4 separate regions of the Mus musculus genome follow, and all the other regions are linked to region 1. Evidence: chromatin contacts called from public Hi-C and HiChIP or PLAC-seq data. All regions are on one chromosome and are shown on one strand. The core of a region is the stretch at or near the end of the contact, and the rest is flanking DNA. Distances in the headings are between cores, read along the strand shown. Region 1 holds the start of Cyp2u1 (cytochrome P450, family 2, subfamily u, polypeptide 1). Region 2 has its middle 19 kb from the start of Gm36520. Region 3 overlaps Papss1 (3'-phosphoadenosine 5'-phosphosulfate synthase 1). Region 4 overlaps Papss1 (3'-phosphoadenosine 5'-phosphosulfate synthase 1).

Region 1 (2,849 bases), core at 103-2,602:
AGCTCTCCGTGCTCCAGCCCAGTGCTCACACCTGCCCTCCCCATTACAGGTGCCTCCAATTCCAGAGCTTTCTGAGGCCTTACATGGGGAGTTTCCAAGGCAAAATTAGAAATGGGGTGAGGGAGGGGATATCAAAGTATGAAGTCAGGGGGCCACTCTCCTGAACCGAAGCATATATATGCCACCCACAATGGATTCAGTCTTGTACTTCAGTGTCTGAAGACAGAACACAGGATTGACAGGTGGCTGGAGAATAGGAGATCGAGACCCTGTGTCTGCCGAGGGAGATATACACGGGCTCTGGGAACAGACTGGCTATCTTGAAATATTCTCTCAAAAAAATTAGTCACTTTCTCTTAAATTTAACCTCAGGCAAGTTCTTTAGTCACCCGCGGGGAGCAGCCACATTCTTTGCCAAAATATTAGAGGCTATGAACACATCCGGTTCACCAGTCTCCTAGCTTGGATTCTGGCCATTCCTAAGGGGGAAAAAAATATCTTCTTATACTTTTGCAACTGAATGATACTCGGTGAAATGAATCCCCCTCCCCCTTTTCCTAACACAGCCAATGTTTAGAAACGTTGAGATCAGACCTATGCGTGAGAAGGCCTCACTTGGGACAAAGGAAGGCTTCCGGGGTGGGTGGTCCTTATTTTACAGTTTGGTGCCCACACCTCCCTCACTTTCCAGTGTGTCTCCCACTTTAATCGCACACTAGAAAGCCACGCCTCCGTCCTCTATCCCCTATGCTGGTCATGACGCAGGTCCTGCCGCCTGGGGATCCTGAGCCCGCGGCGCGCTCACCCTTCTCCTTGGTCATGATGGAGATGAGCGGCATCCGCGGGCGGTCACTGAACACTTCAGCCTGCTGCACTAGCGCCTCGCGCACGCTGTGGAAGTCGCTGAGGACCACCACCAGACGGTGGCCGATGAAGAAGCTGAAGATGTTGCCATAGACACGGGCCATCCTGGCCAGGTACACATGCTGGCCCACCGTGTCCGTCTGGCTGCCCGAGCCCAGCCAGAACTGCGGTCGTAGAAAGCGCGGCACCAGCAAGTGCCCGAAGTTACCCACGAGTGGCCGAGGCTTGGGCCCCGGAGGGATGCCGCAGGCGCGTTGCCGCCGCAGCCAAACCCAGCCTAGCAGCACCGCCAGCAGGCAAAGTAGCAGCGCGCCTCCTGTCGCCCGCACGTGCAGTCTAGCTCCCGGCTGCTCCCCTGCCGCGGGACGCTGGTCCCCGAGCGAGGACATGTCCCAGGTACCGCCTGCATCTAGCTCCGCTGCAGACGCGCCGGCACCGCGACAGTAGCCGGCTACATGACTCAAGGTCAACCGCGAGGCAGGGCAAGGCACGCCCTTCCGATTGGCTGCGCCGCGTGCCCCTCTCGGGATCCTCCAGTCAGCTGCTCCTGCATAAGGTGGGGGCGGGACGTCCTACGGGACGGCTGGTGGTGACGAGTGGTCTCTCGCAGCACAGCTGAGCTGTCCTGAGTGGGGTTTTGTTTGTTTGTTTGTTTGTTTGTTTGTTTGTTTTGCCAGTTTAGTGCACTAGCAGCAGCAGGCTCCTCCAGGGGGTGTGAGCTTTCTGTGGGTTTCTGCATATGGCCTGACTATATCAAAACACTCAGAGAACCCGGGCTGGGTGACTGCTTTATTAATTAGCCTTAGACAAGACCTGAAATGCTGAGCTAGTATCCAACAATGTGATGTGTGGATATTCCAACATCTGGGGATGGCTCCAGAGTGCTTTACCTTCCTGTCATTTACAGGCCAGATGTTGTGGTTTCTCTCGGTTAGACTCTCCCTAGAATTGTCGATGCCCCCCCCCCTTTTTTTTCTATTTTAATTTTTCTATTCTTATTTCTATTTTCTACTTTTATTTGAATCTTGATAGCCTAGAACTCCTTATGTAGACCAGTTTGGCTACCAATTCAGAGATCCACCTACATCTGCCTCCAGAATTCACATATTAAAGACATATACTACCATGCTGGGGGAGGGGGTCAAATTCTAGCCCATGCTTGTGGTAGGGAAGTGCTTCACCTGTGATCCACGTTTGGTTCCTGTGTTAGATCACTCCCTCCCAACAAACACACGCACACACCACACAGAATTTGAACACTATGGTGCGTTATAAATATGACCAAAGCTTGAAGGGTGGTGACTTCTTTTCCTATTATGTGGGTTTTTAAAAAATATCTACTGTTCTCTACTGCTTTTGCCGTAGTTAGTAAAGTACACAAATACATTCTTCCTTCTCCCCTCCACAAACTACAAAAGCCCCTGTCACATTTCCAGTAATTAACCCTTATCAGATTCCTTTTCTTGTGTGACTTTAAACAAGATTTCCGAGTATAAGACATTAAGATGTTCATTATTATCTTGTTACTGTCTTGCAACTGGCCGCTCCTGTAACTCACAGTCCAGCCTTAATTGGAAGCCCCCTGTTTACGCTTCCACTGTTGGGTGCGATCACAGGAGTACTGTACTCTCCCCAGAGCACACATACACTTTCCAGCTGCTTGTTGGCAGATGCAGTCTCCAATACGGCATTTCCTTCTCTTTATGCCATTCTCTAACCCACTACTATCGGGTGAGCTCAATTCACAAATTATCTTAAGCTGTTTAGTCCCCCTTTTTCATGGCACAGCAGGAATCTATCCGACCCATTTGTCTTATCTTCTGCCTCTTCCCTGCCACCAAACACCCAGACTGCTGCCGCGTGCCCCCTCTTTGAAATATTCTCTGCAAAAAAATTAGTCACTTTCTCTTAAATTTAACCTCAGGCAAGTTCTTTAGTCACCCTCGGGGAGCAGTCACATTCTTTGCCAAAATATTAGAGGCTAT
Region 2 (2,849 bases), core at 190-2,689, 470 kb before region 1:
AAAGTGAACAAAATGAGAGAGTCACGTGACACGAGTCCAGGACACGAGGCGAGTGGAGGTGACTTCTGAGCCATGGAGTAGTAGCTCACGGATGGCTGATCATGCATTGGTGGTCATGAATTACTTTTGCTTTGAGCAGATCAAGCTAGAAGCTGGGCAGGATCTGGTGAAATGGAAAAGATGACTCTTTCGTTAAGCAGTGATGAGCACTTAATTGTGTGTTATGACTTACTAAAAGCAAGTAAGCATTATTTGAAATAAACTCAGAGGATGAGTACAGGCAGTGTGTTCCAATGGGACACGTATTGTGTGGCAAGAGCGGAGATATTCCGCAACATAGACGCAAAGAGTTTGGCCAGATTAATGCTGATTTCTTTTATAACAAACAAACTGACTCTTAAAGATACTTTACATATATTTATATCATATATCAAATATATATATATGCATACACAACACACAAAGTACAGGATAAAGAGAATCTAAGCAAGAAGACTATACAGCACAATGCTTAATTATCCATAGGAATACACATATATTTTTATTACCTTATTAGGATTTCAGGGGCACTGGGGTGTAGAAGACAGAATAGATAGGACAGTGACTGGCAAAGAATCAGCTCGACTACATGGTTATAGCCACCTATTGTTTCTGACTAGCCTGACACATTAAAATTGATTGATTGATTGATTGATTGATTGATTGATTGAGACAGGGTCTCACTATGTAGATCTGGCTGTCCTAGAACTCACTCTGTAGACCAGGCTGGCCTCAAACTCACAGAGATCCATCTGCCTCTGCCTGATGAGTGCTGGGATTAGAGATGTGTACCACTACAGCCAGCTTCCTGCATTAAACGTCGACATATTTAACGTCTGATGACTTTGCCTCAGCTTGTTTGCTTCTGTTACTCGCTAGGTCCCATGGAGCTAAGTTTCCCTACCTCGATTCTCTCCTTGTGTTTAGAGTTCAGCCTGCTTAAGTTTAAATGGACAAGATGGTGTTATCTCTCTTCTTGTCCAGATTTGCAGTAAAGACTGTAATTCCTTTGGAATCCTATTGTCTCCTCCTGATAGCTGTAGTAAGTTGAGTGTCTGGAGACCATCTGAAGTTTCACAGTGGTGGCAGGACCACACTTGTCCTCTGCTGCTTCAGAAAAAAAAAATGTAATCCTACACGTGACACTCCAGTGTGCTTTGAGAAGCCACTCGAAGCAAGATAAAGCCATGTCCTCAGAGCAGGGGCAACTTCAGCAGATGGGAGGGGTGCGGTAAGATGAAGTCCTTTGGAACAACCTTCTAGCAGGAAGCACCAGCCAACCTTCATTGCCTCTCTCAGTGCGGACGTGTTTTTCAAGCAGGCTGCTCCGTGGACTTCTGACCTTTCCCCATTCTCTCCCCCAGTCACACCCTTCCACCCTGCAGCCACTGAACAAGAGCATGCGATCAATTCAGGTGCACAAACTGTTCATGCGACAGTGCGAGGAATCTCAAAGTACAGACACCATAGAGATTACGTGAGTTACAAGCACAAAGCCTCCTATTACTAAATTAGCTTGGCACAGGTTTAAAGAGTTTAATTTTGCTCAACAAACATTAAACAGTCCCTTCCTCAAGCTCCCCGTTTCCCTCCCCCAACTCCAAGCCTTTGTATTCACTATCCTGTCTTTATTCTTACAAAGATTTTTGTTGGTCTTTCACCAAAAGTCCATTTTCATTTCCTGGAATAACGAAAGCATATGCCATCCGGCAGACACATCAGCCCACTGAGCCTGAAAGCACCTCCTTTGTGTGGAAGACCTCCTAATCCCTGGCATTACCTTCTGGGGGCATCTTATTGGTTAGGCTGTGGCAGGCTTATGCGACTCTGCTGAACTTTGTCACAGTCTTGGTCACCTTGGTTCTCTACAGATCACACTGTTTTTCATGTCCCATAGTCCCCTGAAAAGCCTCAGTGTGTGTGTGCATTTCTTTTTTATTAGCAGATGGCCCTCCCCCTGAATGCGTCATTAACTGTAGCCCAGAGCTCTGTTCTGCCAAGCATGGCCCAACAACACCGGGTCTTGTAGACAGTGACCTCCTCCTCTCTGTTCCTCCCACCAGGAGGATCCTGCGTCCCCTGAGTCTTATGAGGAAGGAAGAGTTAAAAGAGCTTTGCTACAGAGTTCATAGGCGAGGGGCATAAAAATTGTCTAATTCTAAAACATGAAATTGAAGGTACAAGAGAAAGTGAATAAACATGCTGTAATTATGTCAGGGGTCTGTGGGATTATACATATGACGTTTCAAGTTTCCTTCTTATTCTTTTTCCCGTAAATGTTCACATGCATCGCTTTATAATTAGGAAAAGTACTGTTTATGAAGTGAGATTAAAGTCAATTCTAGATCACCCAGTAATGGCATGGTGGGGAGGGCAGGTCTGGGGGTTGCTTCCTAGCCTGCTGTTCCTTAGGATTTTCATTCTTCTTATTAGTGTACTTATATTTCCCTTTATTTAGTGTTCACTGAATATCTATATACTTCTAATTCCCAGGCTTTTGTAGGGTTGGACTGGGGGTATGACCCTGTACATAAACAACAACCATCATGACCAAGTTGAAAACTTAGCAACCAGAGTACCTTTGTATTAGTGAGTGTTGACCAGAGAAAAGAACCAATAGGAAGAGACAGACAGACAGACAGACAGACATGCAGACAGACAGACAGATATGATATGGGCATAGCTGATATAAAGATATAGATATGAAGGTATAAGTTTCACTCTGAGTATAATGACCTGAGAGTCAAGATTGGGCTAATGTATATCCTGTAAAGGGTTAAAAACTAGCAAATTCTAGAAACAGAGAAGGT
Region 3 (2,849 bases), core at 238-2,737, 340 kb after region 1:
TAGAGGTGGGTTAGTTTGGTCATGGGATCTTGCTCTCATGACCTCATCTAACTCCTGTCATCTCCCAAAAGCCCCACTCCCCACTTCTGTCTCACTGGGAATCAGGCCTTCAGTGTGAACTTGGGGGACACAAACCTTCAGTCTGTAGAACCACTCTTCACAATATGTAATATCCTTTATTTGTAACTTCATTATAACTGCTAATTACATCTTAGATATTTTATTCGATGCCTGTGGTAATATTCTAATCGGAGCAGGCACTAGATGACTTAAGAGGTGGTAATGAAAGAGACCTGGAGCTCTCTCTGGACCTAACCAGCTTTCTAAGTTGGTTCCATGTTTGACGGAAGCAGGTAAATTATAGGTGAGCAGCACGTGCTGTAACTGTAGATGCTCCGTGTTTATGGCCTAAAAGGCTTTCATGTGTTTTAAAAGACAAGGATGTCTATTTTCCCTTTGGTACCTCATCGAAGGGACAGTGTTGGTTGTTACCGTGTGTGTTGCGCCGTATCCCAGAGGCATTCAGACTTTCAGATTATAGCTTTCTAAAATGTTACCTCTGCACTAGGCAGATTCCACCTTGTGTTTCTTAAGAATAGATAGTAAATGAATCCAGGGCTGGAGAGATGGCTCAGTGGTTCTGAGCACTGGCTGCTCTTCCAGAGGGCCTGAGTTTGTTCCCATCAGCCATAGCAACCACCTGCAGCTCTGATTCTCGGGCTGCAGTGTTATCTTCAGGCCTTGGCAGGCACAGTGTGTATGTGGTGCATGCAGATGTACTCAGGTGCTCACACTGTACATTAAATACATAAATCTTAGAAGAAATGCTAATTCTAATTTAGCATTCCCAGGGGCGAGGGAAGAGGTGAGCAAGACAGGAAGATAGGGTGTGACCAGGAAAGGGCACCAGAGGTTCCCAGCAGGCTTGGGACCTGCCCTGTGACTGTGCAGTGGCAATTCTCTGAACCTAAGAGAAAAGAAGAGAGAAGGGCAGCCAGGTAGGCCTGAGAGTCATGGCTGCTCCTTTCCGTCCATTTCCTCTCTGTGACAAATAGTGCGCCCGCCATGCTGCGCAGGATGTCCCTGCTGGGAAGGATGTTGTAAAACATTAATTGATCTCAATAATTTCAGTTTCTGTTTGTCCGTTTTTCCTAGCTCTAAAGCTGAAGAATTGTGCGGTGGTTTAGCTCAGTGACACATTAGACCTAAGCGATGCTTTTTCTCACTGGTCTAGTCACCCAACATGAACTGAAGGGACAAATTCCCCTTGTGGTTTCCTGTTAGCTTTGTAAAATAGTGAAGTAACTGGCCTTTTTCTCTTTCAGCCACGAAGACTTCGAGTTTATTTCAGGAACGAGGATGCGCAAGCTGGCACGCGAAGGCCAGAAACCTCCAGAGGGCTTCATGGCCCCCAAGGCCTGGACTGTGCTGGTAGAGTACTACAAGTCCTTAGAGAAAGCCTAACTGCTGAGCTGGGCACTCTGCCTGGGACGCATGGCTGAGTAACAGAGGGGACCACGCAGCCACCGACAGCCCTTCTCTGCGGTTGTCTGACTGGACACACTTCCTGAAATCAGGCCGTTTCCCTCCGCGTGCATTGGTTTTGGTCTGTCTTTCAGTTCTGTTTCAAACTAGTGTAACACCACGCTGGCTCTAATGTATCTTTTCCACTTATTGTTAATATTCTTATAATACGATTTTAAAAATCTCGCCTTTTTATATTGTATTTATGCTTCTGTCTTACAATTTTTCCAAGCTGATTTATTAGTTATAACCAGTAATACACACATCATCTAGCTTTTCATTCTTTAAGTAAGGGGGAAAAAATCACTAAACAATAAAGTTGGCTAGACCTTGTTTGGGGAATTTTACAAATTTTATAAACTATCTGTAGCAATTAGGGTTTTTATTTTACATTAAAAATGTAAACTGCTCCCCCTCTCCCTTGCAGCCCTACGTGTTGAGGTTCTCTTGCAATCTGTGTTAAGTACTGAATGAATGCCTTGATTCAATAAAATTAATTTTTTGACTTATTTATGGTTTGTGTGCATATGCCCCCTTGGTTGTGAAAAAATTTCAATGCGAAGAATTCCTGGCAGAGGTGGATTATGAAAGCATCTTTAACTTCTGGGTCTGGTACCCAGCTCCCAGTACCTTGATGTTTGCTGAAGTTCTGTGTAGCAAGAACCTGTGCTCCATAATTACAAGTGAGAAAATTAAGAAGGGATCCCCAGTCCATCTGAAATCTCAGTTCTGCAACATACCTCTCCAATATTCTCAAACACCAAGATCGGGATGGTAAGGGAGAGTCACTGCTTTGAAAGCTGTCGCCTCCGTGGAAGTCGAGAAGGCTGCTCCTGCTTTCCCTGTTCCATCCCCATGGACGGATGTGTGCTCCTGTGCTTTGTTTGTTTTGATCATTCAGGCTGTGGTTGGGAGGCAGACTAGGACAGGGAAACTGCTGGGAGCATGAAAGGAGGAGCCCTTCACCCCGGAATCTGACTGAAGCCTCTTGCCGGCAAGAGAAGCAAGAATCCCAGCACGGGGAGAACTACTGAACCCCTGCCCCTTTCGCCTCAAACCTAGAGTTTTCTAGGAATTCCACCAGGAAACTGGTTTATTGGTAAAGGACTTGTACCAGAACCCTTGCACAAACCTACTGGCTTCTGGTTTTATCTCATTAGATTATAACACTGTCAAAGACACCTTCAGAGCCACCCTTTAATCTCACTAATCAAAGAAAAAAACTGAGGGGGGTTCAGTAGCCTTTTGAGGTGTATTTTGAGAGCCACCAAAATGGCCCCTCTGGTTTGTGCTAAGCTAATTAACAGTGGCTGTCCCTTGCGCAG
Region 4 (2,849 bases), core at 90-2,589, 290 kb after region 1:
CAGTCCTTTTGGGTGTTTAGTGCTGGTTTTAGAGACAGAGGTTTGGATTAGAATGTGGTAGAAACTGGCTGTGTCTGCATTTAAAATAAAAAAAAAAAAATATGTGTATGGGTGTTTTGTCTGCAACTCTGTCTGTGCACCATGTGTGTGCCTCGTGCCTGCAGAGACCAGAAGGCGGCATCGGATCCCCTGAAACTGCAGCTACAGATGGCTGTGACCCGCCATGTGGATGCTGCGGATTGAATCCAGATCCTGTGGAAGAGCAGCCAGGGCTCTGAGCCGCCGAGCCGGCTCTCCAGCCCTGTGTCTGCACTTTTAAGGTTCACTTTGTACTTCTGTTAAGTAGTTGCCTCGGCTCTACACAGACTTTGTAGGGCTCGCCTCCACGGAGCAGGTGCTTGGTGCTCCCCTGGAGTGCTCCCCAGTGCTCAGGAGCAGGTGCTTGGTGCTCCCCTGGAGTGCTCCCCAGTGCTCAGGAGCAGGTGCTTGGTGCTCCCCTGGAGTGCTCCCCAGTGCTCAGGAGCAGGTGTTTGGTGCTCCCCTGGAGTGCTCCCCCTTGCTCATGGTGTTTGTATTCATTCCAGAAGCATTTGCTTCATCTTTTCAGAAGAAAACGGAAGCAAACTCTTTTTTGTTTTTAAAGATTTATTTATTATTATACATAAGGACACTGTCGCTGACTTCATACGCACCAGCAGAGGGCGTCAGATCTCATTACAGACGGTTGTGAGCCACCACGTGGTTGCTGGGATTTGAACTCAGGACCTTTAGAAGAGTAGTCAGTGCTCTTACCCACCGAGCCATCTCTCCAGCAGAAGCAAACTCTTGATCTTATATTTAGCATTGGTTCTCCTCCAGAAGAAATGTATATATACCACATTGTAAGGCTAAAATCCATTTAAAATATCGTTAGATATGAACCTGCAAAGGGAAGAATTTTGTTGAATGCATGTGATGAAAAATTACTTCGGTCGAAAAATAAAAATATTTTCCGGCGGCTTGATTTTGAAAACATAACTATCGCCTCCATGTTGACATTTGAAGGCACATATGACTAAACTCGCGTATGTATGTATGAAGCACAGTGCTTGCGACTGAATTCCTTTCTGAGATCGTTTGGAGTCACTGGTGTTATCTCTGCCTCTCCCTAGTCACCTTGGAGACACGCAGCTTTCTCCACAGATCATTTGTGTGTCTGTGGGCTGATGTGGTCTGGTCGAAGGAGCCTTTTAGTTGTAGCAACACTGGCTCCTTTGCAAGATCTTGCTGTGCTCAGGCAAGCAGAGTCAGGTGACCCTCCGTTGTGTTTCTGAAGAGACAGGGCTTGCCCCTATTTGAGGAAAGAGTACTACTCCAACAGCTTCAGCCATGGGCTTGGAACATCGCAGTGGGCCGGCCCTACTGCCGTGAGTCATTGGTTTTTGGGAGCTGCATCTTGGCAGAGGAAACCAGCTAGAAATTAGAATACTTATTAGATACGCATTGTATCAGATGGAGTTGGAAGGACGCTTACTAAGTGCCTCTCTTCTGACCTCTCTAGATTGTTGACAGCTATCCACCAATAAATGTGGGAGAAGGGAGAGTTTCAGTAACCCCCCGCCCCAGGTGCCCTCCCCAACCCTTCCACCGTGTAATACAGCAAAGAAATGGCAAAACAAGCAACTGGAGAGTGGCTCTTCCCAGGGTGGGGCTGAGACTGGCTTTGTGGACACCCCACGGCATTTCTTCCCACACCGTATACTCTGATCTTCCAAGTGCCAAGAGCTCCAAGGCCATGGCAGAGGAGGGAGGCTCTCTGTACGCGCACTGTAAGAGGGCTTGAAGAAGTAGGTTTACAGCTGTTCATATCTCATCAAGAGAACTTTTCCAGGCCAAACGGAAGTGCTGACAAGCTTTTTTGTGAAGAACATTATCAGTGCGCTGAAAGATTTTACATAAACTAGAAACCCTTAGACTTATTAATGCTTAACAGAATTTATTTTTGAAAATAAATTATAACAAGGCATTTGGTAAAGTTTCATAGCTTAGTTTTTAATGGGGGAAATCTAAAGGATAATTTTGGAGTTGGAGTTCCAACTCTAACACCTATCAATTGATTTTTTTTTTTTTTTGGCCTTGGAGAAATGACTTTATTTCTGGCATCATTTTTAAATTAGTCATTAGAAATAGTACCTGCTTTGGAGGTTACTGTGAATTCTGTGAGCGAATGGACTGACGTGAGGAGCTAAAGCCAGACCCTAGCATGTACAGACACAGGGAGTATCGCCATCACCATCTCATTTATTACCGGTGTGCTAAGTGCGCTGGAAGGCGTACAGTGTGCATTTGCTAATGTCTCCAGCCTTAGAGCCCTCATTTGTAGAGGGGCAGACAGTGATGGCTTCTCACGCCTTGATAGGCAGGTCTCAGGACAAATGAACAAGTCTATGGGAAGCCTTTAGGGCAGTATGTATCCCTGTAAAGGCTAGCGTCTCAGTTCAGACACCATGCCACCTCGTTCTCACAACAGCCCTAGAGAGCGTGTGTCTGATCTTTTTTAAGTGGTTGGGGAATAGAGGCACCGTGTGGTGAGGAAGCCCGCTCCAGGCTGTGGATTTAGAATTGGGGCACAGATCGCAGATTCTTAGGTAAAGAATGTTCATATCTTCTTTTCTTCTGTCACTACAGTAGCAGTAAGAACATAGGAATAACTGACGTATAGTGTCCTGCTACCTTCCATCTCCTTTTGGTTTGAAAATGTGTCCCTTATATTTCGTGACGAGTTTTCTGACTTCTGTGTCCTTTCTGTGAACTTGACGGTAATTGTCTTTACAGAAGCCTAATGAGTACCTGGCCTTTTATGTAATTGA

Evidence for each region. A called contact is a pair of places that touch in the nucleus more often than the background predicts. HiChIP or PLAC-seq counts read pairs in DNA pulled down with a chosen protein or histone mark.
Region 2: an H3K4me3 HiChIP or PLAC-seq map of intestinal villus epithelium shows a contact between it and region 1, with 5 read pairs. The contact joins the enhancer-like site here to the promoter of Cyp2u1 in region 1. A contact is called at or near these places in 5 of 39 promoter capture datasets (the 3T3-L1 cell line, embryonic stem cells, liver and 2 more), 2 of 115 datasets of contacts at active chromatin or transcription factors (embryonic hindbrain and intestinal villus epithelium) and 1 of 9 other capture datasets (liver).
Region 3: a contact with region 1 is called in an H3K4me3 HiChIP or PLAC-seq map of bone marrow-derived macrophages, with 3 times the contacts expected there. The contact joins the enhancer-like site here to the promoter of Cyp2u1 in region 1. A contact is called at or near these places in 1 of 39 promoter capture datasets (neural stem cells), 1 of 15 datasets of contacts at CTCF or cohesin (the NIH/3T3 cell line), 2 of 484 Hi-C or Micro-C datasets (nephron progenitors and primitive type A spermatogonia), 4 of 115 datasets of contacts at active chromatin or transcription factors (the NIH/3T3 cell line, bone marrow-derived macrophages, microglia and 1 more) and 2 of 9 other capture datasets (adipose tissue and liver).
Region 4: a Hi-C map of muscle stem cells shows a contact between it and region 1, with 2.4 times the contacts expected there. The contact joins the enhancer-like site here to the promoter of Cyp2u1 in region 1. A contact is called at or near these places in 4 of 39 promoter capture datasets (the SN4741 cell line, embryonic stem cells, hematopoietic stem and progenitor cells and 1 more), 2 of 484 Hi-C or Micro-C datasets (muscle stem cells and palatal mesenchyme), 7 of 115 datasets of contacts at active chromatin or transcription factors (the NIH/3T3 cell line, SST interneurons, bone marrow-derived macrophages and 4 more) and 3 of 9 other capture datasets (embryonic stem cells, liver and pancreatic islet).

What each region holds. Positions count from the first base shown.
Region 1 is chr3:131,301,875-131,304,723 of GRCm38.p6, forward strand. Cyp2u1 (cytochrome P450, family 2, subfamily u, polypeptide 1) reads right to left here and starts at 1,353. Exons shown (of 5, transcript NM_027816.3): 1 at 806-1,353. The coding sequence starts at 1,253.
Region 2 is chr3:130,831,887-130,834,735 of GRCm38.p6, forward strand. No RefSeq gene overlaps it. Among named protein-coding and RNA genes, the nearest start is that of Gm36520, 19 kb to the right of the region's middle. Within about 2 kb of position 1,440, at least 20 of the 459 cell types and tissues checked have an H3K27ac peak or open chromatin away from gene starts, as enhancers often do. A contact at or near this core is called in intestinal villus epithelium, where this site is marked.
Region 3 is chr3:131,641,639-131,644,487 of GRCm38.p6, forward strand. Papss1 (3'-phosphoadenosine 5'-phosphosulfate synthase 1) reads left to right here. Exons shown (of 12, transcript NM_011863.2): 12 at 1,326-2,033. The coding sequence ends at 1,464. Among named protein-coding and RNA genes, the nearest start is that of Gm36917, 55 kb to the left of the region's middle. Within about 2 kb of position 1,488, at least 58 of the 459 cell types and tissues checked have an H3K27ac peak or open chromatin away from gene starts, as enhancers often do. A contact at or near this core is called in bone marrow-derived macrophages and microglia, where this site is marked.
Region 4 is chr3:131,594,347-131,597,195 of GRCm38.p6, forward strand. The region is part of intron 5 of Papss1 (3'-phosphoadenosine 5'-phosphosulfate synthase 1); the gene reads left to right. Among named protein-coding and RNA genes, the nearest start is that of Gm36917, 8.2 kb to the left of the region's middle. Within about 2 kb of position 1,340, at least 22 of the 459 cell types and tissues checked have an H3K27ac peak or open chromatin away from gene starts, as enhancers often do. A contact at or near this core is called in muscle stem cells, where this site is marked.